Linked DNA regions of Rattus norvegicus: region 2 is linked to region 1. Evidence: chromatin contacts called from public Hi-C data. All regions are on one chromosome and are shown on one strand. Each heading gives the region's core, a stretch centred on a gene start, on an enhancer-like site or on the middle of the called end of the contact. The rest is flanking DNA. Distances are from core to core; before and after follow the strand shown. Region 1 has its middle 61 kb from the start of Gab1. Region 2 holds the start of Gab1 (GRB2-associated binding protein 1).

Region 1 (5,242 bases), core at 1,982-4,481:
CCTATGGGGGCAGGGACGGGGGTGTTCTGAGGCAATGCCCAGCACGTTCTGGCTGCCACTGGTAAAAAGGTTGAGGATCACAGTTAATTTTTTTGCTTGCTGCAAACAGGAAGGAATGCACGTGCCGAGCTGACGTATACAGGACAGTCGTGAGTCAAAGAGTGTGCACACATTTTTACTGTAAGACCTGGGAAATTACAGAGTAGCAGTTGGTTCATGGAAATTGACTGATGGAGACTGATTTTCAGTGCATCTTCTACCTGCTGGACTTTTAGGTCATCCTCCCTTGGATCTGCCTTTGGATGATTTGCTGCAGTTCCCCAAGGCTGTCCTCACCGACCCTCAACCCCACCCCCAGAGTCTTGTCCAAATCAAATTGGAGAAGTGACCATTTTTTTGCTGGCCACTCCCCCATGACCTATGACCTAGATGAACTCTGCACATTTTAAAAGCTGGTGTCTTCCTCTTTTGAGGTATTTCCTGGATACTTCAGCAGCCTTGTCTACTTGCCGGCAGCTTGGCTGAGGAAAGGGGTGGGGGTGGGTGCCTTCACTTTAATTTCTCCTGGTCTGGCTGACAGGATCAGCAGAAAACTAATTGTGGTTTCCTGTTGCAGCTAGCTGGAGTTTTTAATCAAGACAGCAGTTGATGGTCTTTTCGAAGTTTACAAAATATGTAAATGATCTAGTTTCTCTTTGTTCTTGCTAGAATTTGGTGTTGACGCTTTTTATTTTTTATTTTTATTTTGGGGCTGGGGTTATACTAACGAGTAAAGCTAGGGCCTAAACAGTCCTACGAACTGGGAATCAAGCATTCAAACAAATGAGCCTACGGGGGCCACTCTTATCCAAGACTTCTCTCTATAAGAACAAGTTCTCTTACGCCCCAGGCCCAGCCATCTCGGCAGCTCCCTGCCTGCCTTTTACACTCCTCAGGTGTCTTTTAGTGATGGCGTTATTTTATTTTTTGTATCACCTGCATCTCCCTTTGCCAGCTTTCTTTTTTTTTTCTTTTTTTTCTTTTTTTCGGAGCTGGGGTCCAAACCCAGGGCCTTGCACTTGCTAGGCAAGCGCTCTACCACTGAGCTAAATCCCCAACCCCCTTTGCCAGCTTTCGATGGATGATGCTGTTGGTGTTGTTTGTCAGGACTTTTAGGGCTAACTGCATCCTGAGTTTGTCTCCTCCTCTTGTACCTTCGAGTCATTTACCTAGCTTAGAGGATTTTCAAATATTATCTCTTCAAATACTTCTGCAGCGAGCCCTTCCAGTTCAGTGACACGAACTGAGTGCTAAGGAAGGCCAGAGGCTCAAGCTTCTATGCTTTCTCTGTCCACGCCAACCCTGTTGAGTTTCACTTTTGACCCCCTTTCTGTCACAGTATTTTCCGTTTCCTAATGTCTTCTGTTTCTTGACTAAGATTTTCAACTTTTTGTTTCAGGATAATTTATTCTTGATAGTGGAGATATTCTTATGATACCTGCATTAAAATCCTTCTCAAACAATTATTCATTCTCCACCTCTGATTTTTCTTGGCTTTAGCCAATTAACTGCCTTCTTCCCTCCCTCCCCTTTTTTTAAGACATAGTTTCAGTGTGTATCCTTCTGTCTTGTCCTTCCAAATTCTAGGATCCCAAGAAGGCACCATGCCCAATAAAGTCAGGGTCTCCCTCCCTCCCTCCTTCCCTCCCTCCCTCCCTCCCTCCCTCCCTTCCCCTCCCTCTTTCTTTTTTGATGTAGTCCAGTGTGATGGTTGGTTTTAATACTAACTTGGCCACACATTACAATCATCAAGAAGGGAGCATTACCTGAGGAGTTGCCCTGATCGCCTTCACTGATGTGGAAGACTCACTCCAAGCCTATGTGTAGCAGATTAAAGGAAGGCTCGGCAGAAGGAAAATTAATTACCTTTTGTTTGCTTGGGTGTCCCTCTTTCTAGTGAGTTAATTTACCCTGTTGTTTCTTTGGCTGATTCCTTCCTGGTTCTTCCTGGTAATCAGCACCAGCACGTCCAGGCTTCCACTGTGAACTAAGACCAACAGCTCTCGGAAACTTCCAGAGTTTTGGCATCAGAGGGCATCAGATTGGAACTGTCAAGGCTCCGGCCTTGTAAACTGAGAGGCTACTGGGTCACTGGCCTCTCCAGGACGAGGAAGCCACTGTGGGACCACTTCTAGCTGCTAGGGACAAAACAACTATGGGGCACTTAGCCTCTTAGGTGAGACACCTGTTGTTACTCTCATAATATATGCTGATTTAGCATATTTTCACCCTATGGGTTTTCTTTCTCCAGAGAACCATGGTTAGTACCTGGCCTTGGGTGCACAATCCTCCTACCTCAGCATGCCTTGTGGAGCTTGCTGTGTGTGTACTGAGGCCGGGTAGATGTGATGTGGGGAACTGAACCTAGGGCTTTGTCCATGCTGACTGCTTCATTCAGACGGCCAGACAGCCAGACTCTCTACCAACTAAGTCCGACCTCCTGCCCGAGGAGTGTTCCAAGCACTTCCACCAAGTCTTTTAGCCTTTGAACAGCTTTGCACAACTGGAACAGTGTTCTTTGGCTTAACAGTAGTCCCAAAACAACCACAAAGAAAAGTCAGCCTGATCTTTCCCCCCTTGTCTGACTGTCATCGCCTCTAAGTTACCTGGACTGTAGGCCGAGCCTCTTGGAAGCAACACTAAGTTCACGGCTGTCACTGGCTTGTGGGTCATCCGCTGATATTTGGGGTTTTACTTTGGTAAACCCCATTTCCTCTCCACATTTAGGTGATCTTTAAATTTGCTACTCAGTGGCGTGCGTGCTAGAACAAGGCCCCCCCATGCACTGGCTGTGTATTTTAATTTTCTGGTCCAGTACACTGAACCTGTCCTGGATGGCGAAGATGTTAGAATAAACAAACATTTAGCCCTAGGAACATGCCAGAAACACAGGTTCCTAAGTCCAGGTCATTGACTTTGGAAGTCGGAGGAAGGAGGTCCCTCCGGTTCAGGCTGCACATCATGGAGACCTTCAGGGAGGTCCCTTTTAGTTCGGTACGTATGTAGAGTGCTTGTCTTGTGAAGACAGGTTAATGGACACTACTCAGGTTCAACCTCGGACACGATGCCCCTAACAAAGACATCACATGTTCACTTAGCAGTAGTACATCTGACACCCTCACAGCAGGGGAGCAGAGGCCCCAGGAGTGGTGCTTATGCAGTGACACTGCCTACTCAGCCTAGGCAACTCTAGGACAGGAGAAGAACACCGCCCCTCCCCCATCCCAGTCTCCCCTGCCCCTAACACAAAACCTGACAGGCTAGAGAAGATACTATTCAACGATGAATTCTAGCGCTGGGGAGGTAGCTCAGCTAAGGAGAGCTTGCCTGGCAGAATCAAAGCCCGGGTCAGATCCTCAGTACCAACCCAAACACAAAGCAAGACTCGGATGTACCCCAGCTGTGGCAGGGGCTGCCGGTGAGCCCTGGAAGAGCTGCTGATTCCCACAAGAACATGCAGTGCTGTGGTGTGAAAGATTAACGACCAAATAACTAACAGCAGTATAGGTCATGAAGATAAAGACTAGGAAGAGATGAAAATGGCCGGGCTAGTGGTCACCCAAAGGGGTTAATTGCTAATTTATGGGAACAAGGGAGCTGATTTAGGGGAAATTGCTTTCGTGGCCTGCAGACAGGCAGTGCAGTGTGAGAGAGCTTCCTGTTCTACAGCCCATCCTCCTTTTTCCTGAAAGGAGAGGCTCTTCTTCTTTTTAGTATTTATTTATTTATTTATTTATTTATTTATTTATTTATTTATTTATTTAACAAAATCTTCCTGTTACTAAGGGGCTGCTTCCTGTGGAAAATCCTGAATAGCGTTTGGTGATTGGAAAACAAAAAAGCCATATAACAAAAAAGTAATAATCAGGGGTTAGGATCCTGGTGCTTAAGTCAGGAAGGAAAAACAAAACAAAACAAAACAAAAAACTGCATTTTCAACTCAGAGACCGTCCGGGGGCCTTTGGGAATCCCTGTTTTTGGTTTTAGCAATTTGTTTTGGCTTCTGAGCAACCTCAGAGGGTAACGGCTTTGCTAATTGGATCAGAGAGCACAGCCACTGTAATTCATTTAAGGGTGTGAACACCCCCTCCCTTAATGATATTTGCTGTTACTGAATTCTCTGAGGACCAAGAAAAATGATGCAGACTACAGTGATTGCATTTTCCACCAAGGGAGCTATTAACTCTTGAGGACAGAGAATTCACAACGAATCCGTTCGGACTCTGTTACTGTCTTATCATGTTTCTATAAAATATTTCATCAAAATCCAACAAGGTCCTTCTGGGGAATTTCTCACTAATTTTCAATGTAAACCTGACTGCAGAACATAGAAACATTAGCTTTGTTACTTTTTTCTTCAGGTAATTTCTTCCACACAAAAGTTTATGTCATTTGCTATTTGCCAATAGCAGACCAGTGGTCGTCTCATTAGTGTTGTGTATGGTCTGCTTGTTGAGGGGCAGTGAAGGAGGGTGGTGAGGATGTGGTTTGTTTAGTAAAATGTTTGAATCCCCAGCGTCAGTGTAAAAAGCCAGATGTAGATATGTGTGTTTGTAGTCCCAGGAGTGAGAAGGCAGAGACAGGACATTCCTGGTACTCACTAACCAGCCACTCTAGCTGAATTCATGAGCTCCGGGTTCAGTGAGAGACCCTGTCTCAAAATAGAAGGTGGAAAATGATGGGTGAAGATACCTGATGTCTACTGTGACTTACACACACACACACACACACACACACACACACACACACAGGTGCTCATGCATGCACACAGACACACACACAGACACACACACAGGCACGCACACATGCACACAGACATAAACACACACATACACACACAGGCATGCATGCATGCACACACATGCACACACAGACACACATTTGTGGCTACATGTGAACACGTGTACACAAACAGAATTGAAAAATGGAATTTTCACTAACCACTGAAAATAAGGGCACCTTGGTGAAAGCAATGAAGTAAAATTAAATCCCACAAAAAAAGGCAGCAGAGACAGGATGGTTGGGTGAGTAAAGGTATTTGCTACCAACCCTGTCAGCCTGTGTTTGAGCTTCCCTTTGTACTTGAAGTGAAGGAGAGAATAACCCTTACATCTTGTCCTCTGACCTACACACACACACACACACACACACACACACACACACACACACACACAATCTAAAATGTAAAATTATAGCAGGGTGT
Region 2 (6,073 bases), core at 3,436-5,935, 62 kb before region 1:
AAACTGAAAGAAAACATGGAGATGTTCATCCCCGCTGTGGAGAAACCTCAGCAAGCTGCCAGAGCAGGGTGCATGGAACAAACTTCTTACCCTTCAGCATGGGAAAGACTCAAGACTTGGGAGTCTCCTCCTGTCGCCTCTCTGCAAGAAAGTTCTTCACGAGGACAAGAAACCAACGCTGTGACAGTGACGGGACAGAGCGACATTGTGGACACGAAGTTGGAGCTGTACAGAACTCATCGGGGGCCACAATTTGAGATGGTTTTAAAGATGAAATCGATCCTTTTTTTGCACGTGCATGTGTTGTGCATGTTTGTGTGTGCTTGGACACATATATGTGCAGGAGCACATATGTGCATTATGTGCACAGGCACACTGATGACATCAGGTGTGTTTCTCAATGGCTATTTCTTGTATTAGAGGAACTCTTCAATGTAGGAGTTTGCTAATCCCAGCTAACCCCACTGTCCAGCTGGCCCCAAGTATGCATAGCTCCCTATAGCTGGCATTACAGGCTGCCACCACACCTGCCCTGGTTTTCACACGAGTTCTGGGGGTCAGATCTCCAGTTCTCACATTCTCATACATAAGCCAAAATGGTTTATCCATTAAGCCATCTCTCTGACCCGAAAACTTGGTTTTGTTTTGTTGTTTGTTTGTTTGTTTGTTTTTGTCACTTACAAGCCTTAACAATCATTTGGATCCCTCTATAAATACTCCAAGCAATTAGCGAGACAAAAGTCAGAGTCCCACGGGCAACATTTCCCAGCAGAACCATGACACTCAAACTCCCTTAGGTCTCATTTAATAATTACAGTGCAAGCATCCAAGATAAGCTTTTCACGCTGAATATGCTCATTAAAAACCATTATCAGGCCAGAAAGATGGCCCAGAGGGTTAAGGCTCTTGCCCCTATGCCTGGCAACCACAGTCTGATACTCACTCAGGACCCACATGGGGGAAGGGAAGAGCACACTGCAGAGTACAAGTTGTCCACTGACCTCCAAGCCATGGAAGTGAGCGTGTGCCCCACGAGAGCTCGCCCTCCCTCCCCTCTCTCCCTCTCTCTCCCTCTCTCTCTCTCTCTCCCTCCCTCCCTCTCTCTCTCCCTCTCTCTCTCTCTCTCTCTCTCTCTCTCTCTCTCTCTCTCGTGTGCACATGCATAAAACACACACACACACGGAAGGAAGGAAGGAAGGAAGGGAAAACAGATTGAAAAATATTGCCAGGCATGGTGGCACATGTCTTTTATCCCAGCACTTGGCAGGCAGAAACAGACAGATCTCTGAGTTCCAGGCCAGCCATGACTACACAGTGAGATCCTATCAGGGGGGAAAGCTGTCAAAAGTGGGAAAGAAAGAGCTCAGTTGTAGAACATTGGGAACTATGTTTGAGGCCTTGGGCTCAAGGCCTTGGGCTCTACCCTCATAGATAAAAATATAAAAATTTGAAAAATAAAAACCATTATCAATCATTCTTTGGCCTACTTTGCAGGATTTTCACCAAAAAGGAAAAATAGAATAGAAAAAAATGCATGTATTCATGCCTTTAAAAAAACAAAACCAGATGGATACCCAGGTCAAAGATTCAATACTCTGAGGATGTCAAATCTAGGGACTAAACCTGACAGATAAACATCAGTTGCAGGCCGCCGTCATCTTCTTGGCAGTCGCCTGTCTACTACCATCCAGGCCATCCTCATCTACTCCACTAAGGTGTGAAGAAGCACTAGTCAGCTGGAGACACGGCTCACATGAGAAAATGCTTCCCACAGAAGCACAAGAAACTCAGCCCAACCCCAGCTCCATGAAACAAACCAAGCTGCTGCACTTTATAATCCCAACACTGGTGAGGTGGAGACAGGAGGATGCCTGATCTCACTAACGAGCCCCCTGACCCTAATCCGTAAGCCTCAGATCCCAGTGAGACCCTTTGAGAAGAGCGAGGTGGAACAGCGAGCTTCACTGGAATGGCATACCTGAGGTTGACCTCTGGCCAACACAAATGCACATGTGCATGTATGCCTACACGCATGCGCGCGCACACACACACACACACACACGCGCAAGGAAACCACTAGTTCTCCACCAAGCAAGAAATTCCTTGGCTTCCCCCCACACCCTGCTTACTGAAACACAATTTAGGGACTGAGTTTTCTCCTGAAGGCATCTATAAAAATCAACACCACTCAACTCAGACACACAGATAGAAACCACTTTGCATTCTGGCTGACTTTCTCTGCACTTGCTTTAAGACTCTGTTGTTCCCCAAAACTTTAAAAGCTACTTAGGAGCAAAGGCTGGGGCACTGTGTATCTGATTGGTTCTTCTTCCTTGAGTTCTCGCCTAATTCAGAGAAAGTATATACTGGAAAGACTTGATGACTCAATCTGAGCTTCACATTTCGCAGACCCCCAACCCCTGAATTCACCCACTCTTCCCTGATTCAGAAGCTACCAGGGTTTGGAATGATTGGGACTTGAATGGGAGAAAATTGCTGTGGTCATACAATGAGACATGTAAATATATAGAATCATATATTCCCACACAGTTGATTTCTTCATGTGTATTTATTATTAATATTTTTATAATCAACTGTACTTTGTTTTTGTGTTTGTGTGTTTTGTTTTTGAGACATGTTCCTAGGTAGCCTGGAATTTGCTACAGAGACGAGTCTGGCCACGGAGCCTCCCATTTCTGTCTCTGGAGTGCTGGAGGCATATACCGCCTGCCCAGTTTTTATTTTGTTTGTCCTTTATTAGCTGTCGATTTTTCTTCCTGCAAGGCTTTTCTCCTTACCTCGTGGCTGGTAACTCGTACAGAACTCAGCACGTCTGCTGTGCCATAAAGTAAGGTGAACGAGTGCCCTGAACTGCACTCCAGCAAATATACTGTACTTTAGTTTCCTCAAGATTCCTAAAAACGTCTTTCCTAAATAGTGCCGTATCTTTATTTCCTCACCCCTCATCTCTTCACACACAATCGTCTCTTCAGAGCTAATCCCGAAGACACCACTGCCACTCTCGAATTTTTGGAATCAAGTGGCCATCTTTACCGAGAAATCCAGGCAAAGCGTGACAGATGGAGAGACATCTTTGGGGAACCTCTGACAATTTGTCAAATCACATCTTTCAATGAAATTACTTGACTGTAATAAATTCTACCAGAAGGTAAGCCAGAAACTCGCTGGTGAGCTTCGTGAAAATAAATATTGTCCTGTCTCATGCAAGCGAGTAATCAGATGGTACTCGGTGTAGGCTCCCCTCCCACCAGAAACAGGTTTCATCAAAACAGGTAGTAAGCTCTACCTAAGTGGGTACACGGTTTGCTTTTGAAAAACACATTTTTACCCTAAAAATATTTGCTTCAAATACCAGGACAAAGTGTCATTTCTTTCCTGGCAGGGGACATGGTAAAATTAGCTGATCTGAAGCAGGGCTTAAGATCCCAGACTCCTGATGAGGATACAGATTTTCACTCAACTATTATAGGTTCCTTCAAGATACAGTTTTCCTACCAGTGAACACAGTCAACTCACAATCAGCATCTTGAATCAATTACGCAAATACCAGTTAAGCCGTTCTGGAGCCCGGGAAAAGAATCCCCAACACCAAGAAATCCCTGTTGGCTTCAGCTGTCCCCTCCTGCGGGGCTTGACAGTGCGTCTAAGAAGCCCAAACACCAGCCACCAGGCTCCCCCCAGCGCCCTCCTGTCGCATCAAACCGCCAGGGTTCTCAGGCCAAAATCCAGTGTCCCTCAAAGCAAAACCACGAAAATGTGAACCCTGCTAAGCAGACGGTAGGGCTCGTAAGAACTTTTTTTTTTCCTTTCCCTTGAGCGAATATTTTGAGAAGTTTGCCTTTATTATCCACTTCTTGTGTCCACGGTTCACTTCCCTCCACCTCCTGGAGACGCAAAGGAGAGCGGACGCGGACCCAATCGAGAACCTGTGAGTACTACTACTCACGGAGAGCCGGGTGAAGGGAGATTTAACAGCATCGTGAGAATCTAATATACATAATAAAAGAAGGTTCTGTCTCCCCGTTTCACCCCGCCCTTGCTAAATGGAATCAACAACTAAACTATGCAGCCAGCTTTGAGCTGGAAAACTGGGCTCCTCTAACAGACAAGGCCTGCAAGGAAGGCGGTCTGCAATACGGAGAGAGAAAGTTTGGCCGCCGAGTGGACGTCAGGGTGGGACTGAACTGCACCGGGTCCGGAGCCCGCCGGCCGAGAGAGGGATCGAGGAAGAGGAGGACGGGATTCCTGGAAGAGCCTGCCCGGCGCGCAGGCTGCTGCACCGCGGCCGACGGTGCCCTGACCTGTACTTACATAACGCTTCAACTTCTTCTCCGGGGGGGACTTGCGGAGCCATCCCGAGCAAACCACTTCGCCGCCGCTCATGGTGCACGCCGTGAGGGCTGGAGGACCAGGCACCGGAGGGGTTGGTGGACACAGCGGACGCGCTCCGGGCACAGCGAGCACACGCAGCCCAGAGGACGTCGCAGATTCCCCCGACGGGGCGGCCCGGCTCCCCGCGCCCTGTGCTGGCGATCGAACCTCTCTCCCGCAGATCCGCGGACCGAAGAGGAACCCGATCGGGAACCGCGGGGACCAGGTCTCTCCGGCCTTCTTTCAGTGCACCCTCCTGGCCGCCAGGCGCACCGTCCCGCCGCCTAGGCAGCGGTCGGGCTCGGCTGGGACTCTGCCCGAACAGGGAGCCGGGAGCTGGAAGCCCTGCGCTCCGCCCCTTGAGGACGGGACCTCCCGCGGTCTCTCCCCGCTGCGGACCCCACGCTGCACGCGCACACACAATGCCCGTGCGCGGTGTCCGCTCCGCTCCGCCCGCTGGCGCTTTCACACTGAGAGGGGCTCGATCTTCTTCCCTCTGCTCGGAAAAGGGCGCCTGGAAAGGCGTGCGGCGTCCGGGTGGCAGCCGGCTCAGGGGCAGGTCCCGAGCCGCCTACAGAGTTCGGGGACCAGCGGCGAGGACCGGGGCGTCGCCGGGCGTCGGGGAGGTCGCGGGTCCGCGGCGGGAGGGTGGGTCTGCGCACCAGCCTCGGATGAGGGCGGGGATCAGCGCAGGGACGAAGCTCAGGGCGGCTCTGCTCTGGGGAGGGACCCCTCTGTCCCGTCCCCTGCGCTCCTCCCCCACCCCGGGGGCGCGCGGCGGGTTCGGGGAGGCGCGGCCCGGGCTCCAGCCCTCCTCCTTCTGGCCTTTCTGCCTCCCCTTCCCACGATCGGTCGCCTCTAGCTTCTGCCCAGACTTTCTCTGAAACTCCTCCGGAGCGCTTCCAGCCAAAACAACAAGGGCTGGGGAGGCGGGGCCGGCGCTGGGAGGGAGCGAGATGGCAGAGGCACCCTGGGATCTGTAGTCAGCCGGCGCGCTGGGGTCCCTGCCGCCCCGGGCCCGAGCGCTGGGGAAGACGGCGGTCTCCGGGAACGCAGCGCCACCCCAGTGTGAGCGCGGGAGTGCCGGGCACACTCGCCAGCTCTGTCTGAGTTTGCCATCTTGACAACCCCCGGTGTCAGAAGTTTGTACTCGGCTGTTCCCTAGTGATCTAGAGTTTCGGAGGGTTTTCCTTACTAGACAGCCTGAAAAGAGAGCCCAGTCAGGAAGAAGAACCCACTTGAGCGGGTCCTAGTTGCTCAAGACTGAAGGCCTGCGACCCCCGGACCAGGAACGCGCCAGAACCCTCACTGTGCACCCAGAGATCAAGGGGGACCTCCTGGGTGACTAGGGCCTGACCCAGGAGTGGTGTGGCCTCTTAGCCTCCTCAAAGCAATCAGTTGCATGTATCTCTGAGGCAGGAAAAAGTCTCACACTACCTCCATTCATGGGCTGTTTCTTCCAGTAGGTTTGTGTTTGCTTAAAACCTGCCCTGGGATGTTGGACAGGAAACAAAATCGTACTGGATACCTAATTCTATTTGCCTTCGTGTGTGGTTTACAGTTATTACACCTGGGCCGAGTTTAAGAAAGTCTTGTAATCGAGCTCTTCCTCCTGGTGTGCTTGAAACAAAGCTTTGGAACAAACTTTAGGAGGCGACATAATCAGATAAATACTCTGAAG

The links. Hi-C and Micro-C count contacts between places; a contact is called where the count stands out from the background.
Region 2: a Hi-C map of liver shows a contact between it and region 1, with 1.8 times the contacts expected there. The contact joins the promoter of Gab1 here to the enhancer-like site in region 1. A contact is called at or near these places in 7 of 12 Hi-C or Micro-C datasets (the A7r5 cell line, the Rat2 cell line, kidney and 3 more) and 1 of 1 datasets of contacts at active chromatin or transcription factors (oligodendrocytes).

The regions. Positions count from the first base shown.
Region 1 is chr19:43,971,765-43,977,006 of GRCr8, reverse strand. No RefSeq gene overlaps it. Among named protein-coding and RNA genes, the nearest start is that of Gab1, 61 kb to the left of the region's middle. Within about 2 kb of position 3,231, at least 4 of the 93 cell types and tissues checked have an H3K27ac peak or open chromatin away from gene starts, as enhancers often do. A contact at or near this core is called in liver, where this site is marked.
Region 2 is chr19:44,034,305-44,040,377 of GRCr8, reverse strand. It overlaps Gab1 (GRB2-associated binding protein 1), which reads right to left and starts at 4,685. Exons shown (of 10, transcript NM_001108444.1): 1 at 4,333-4,685. The coding sequence starts at 4,404.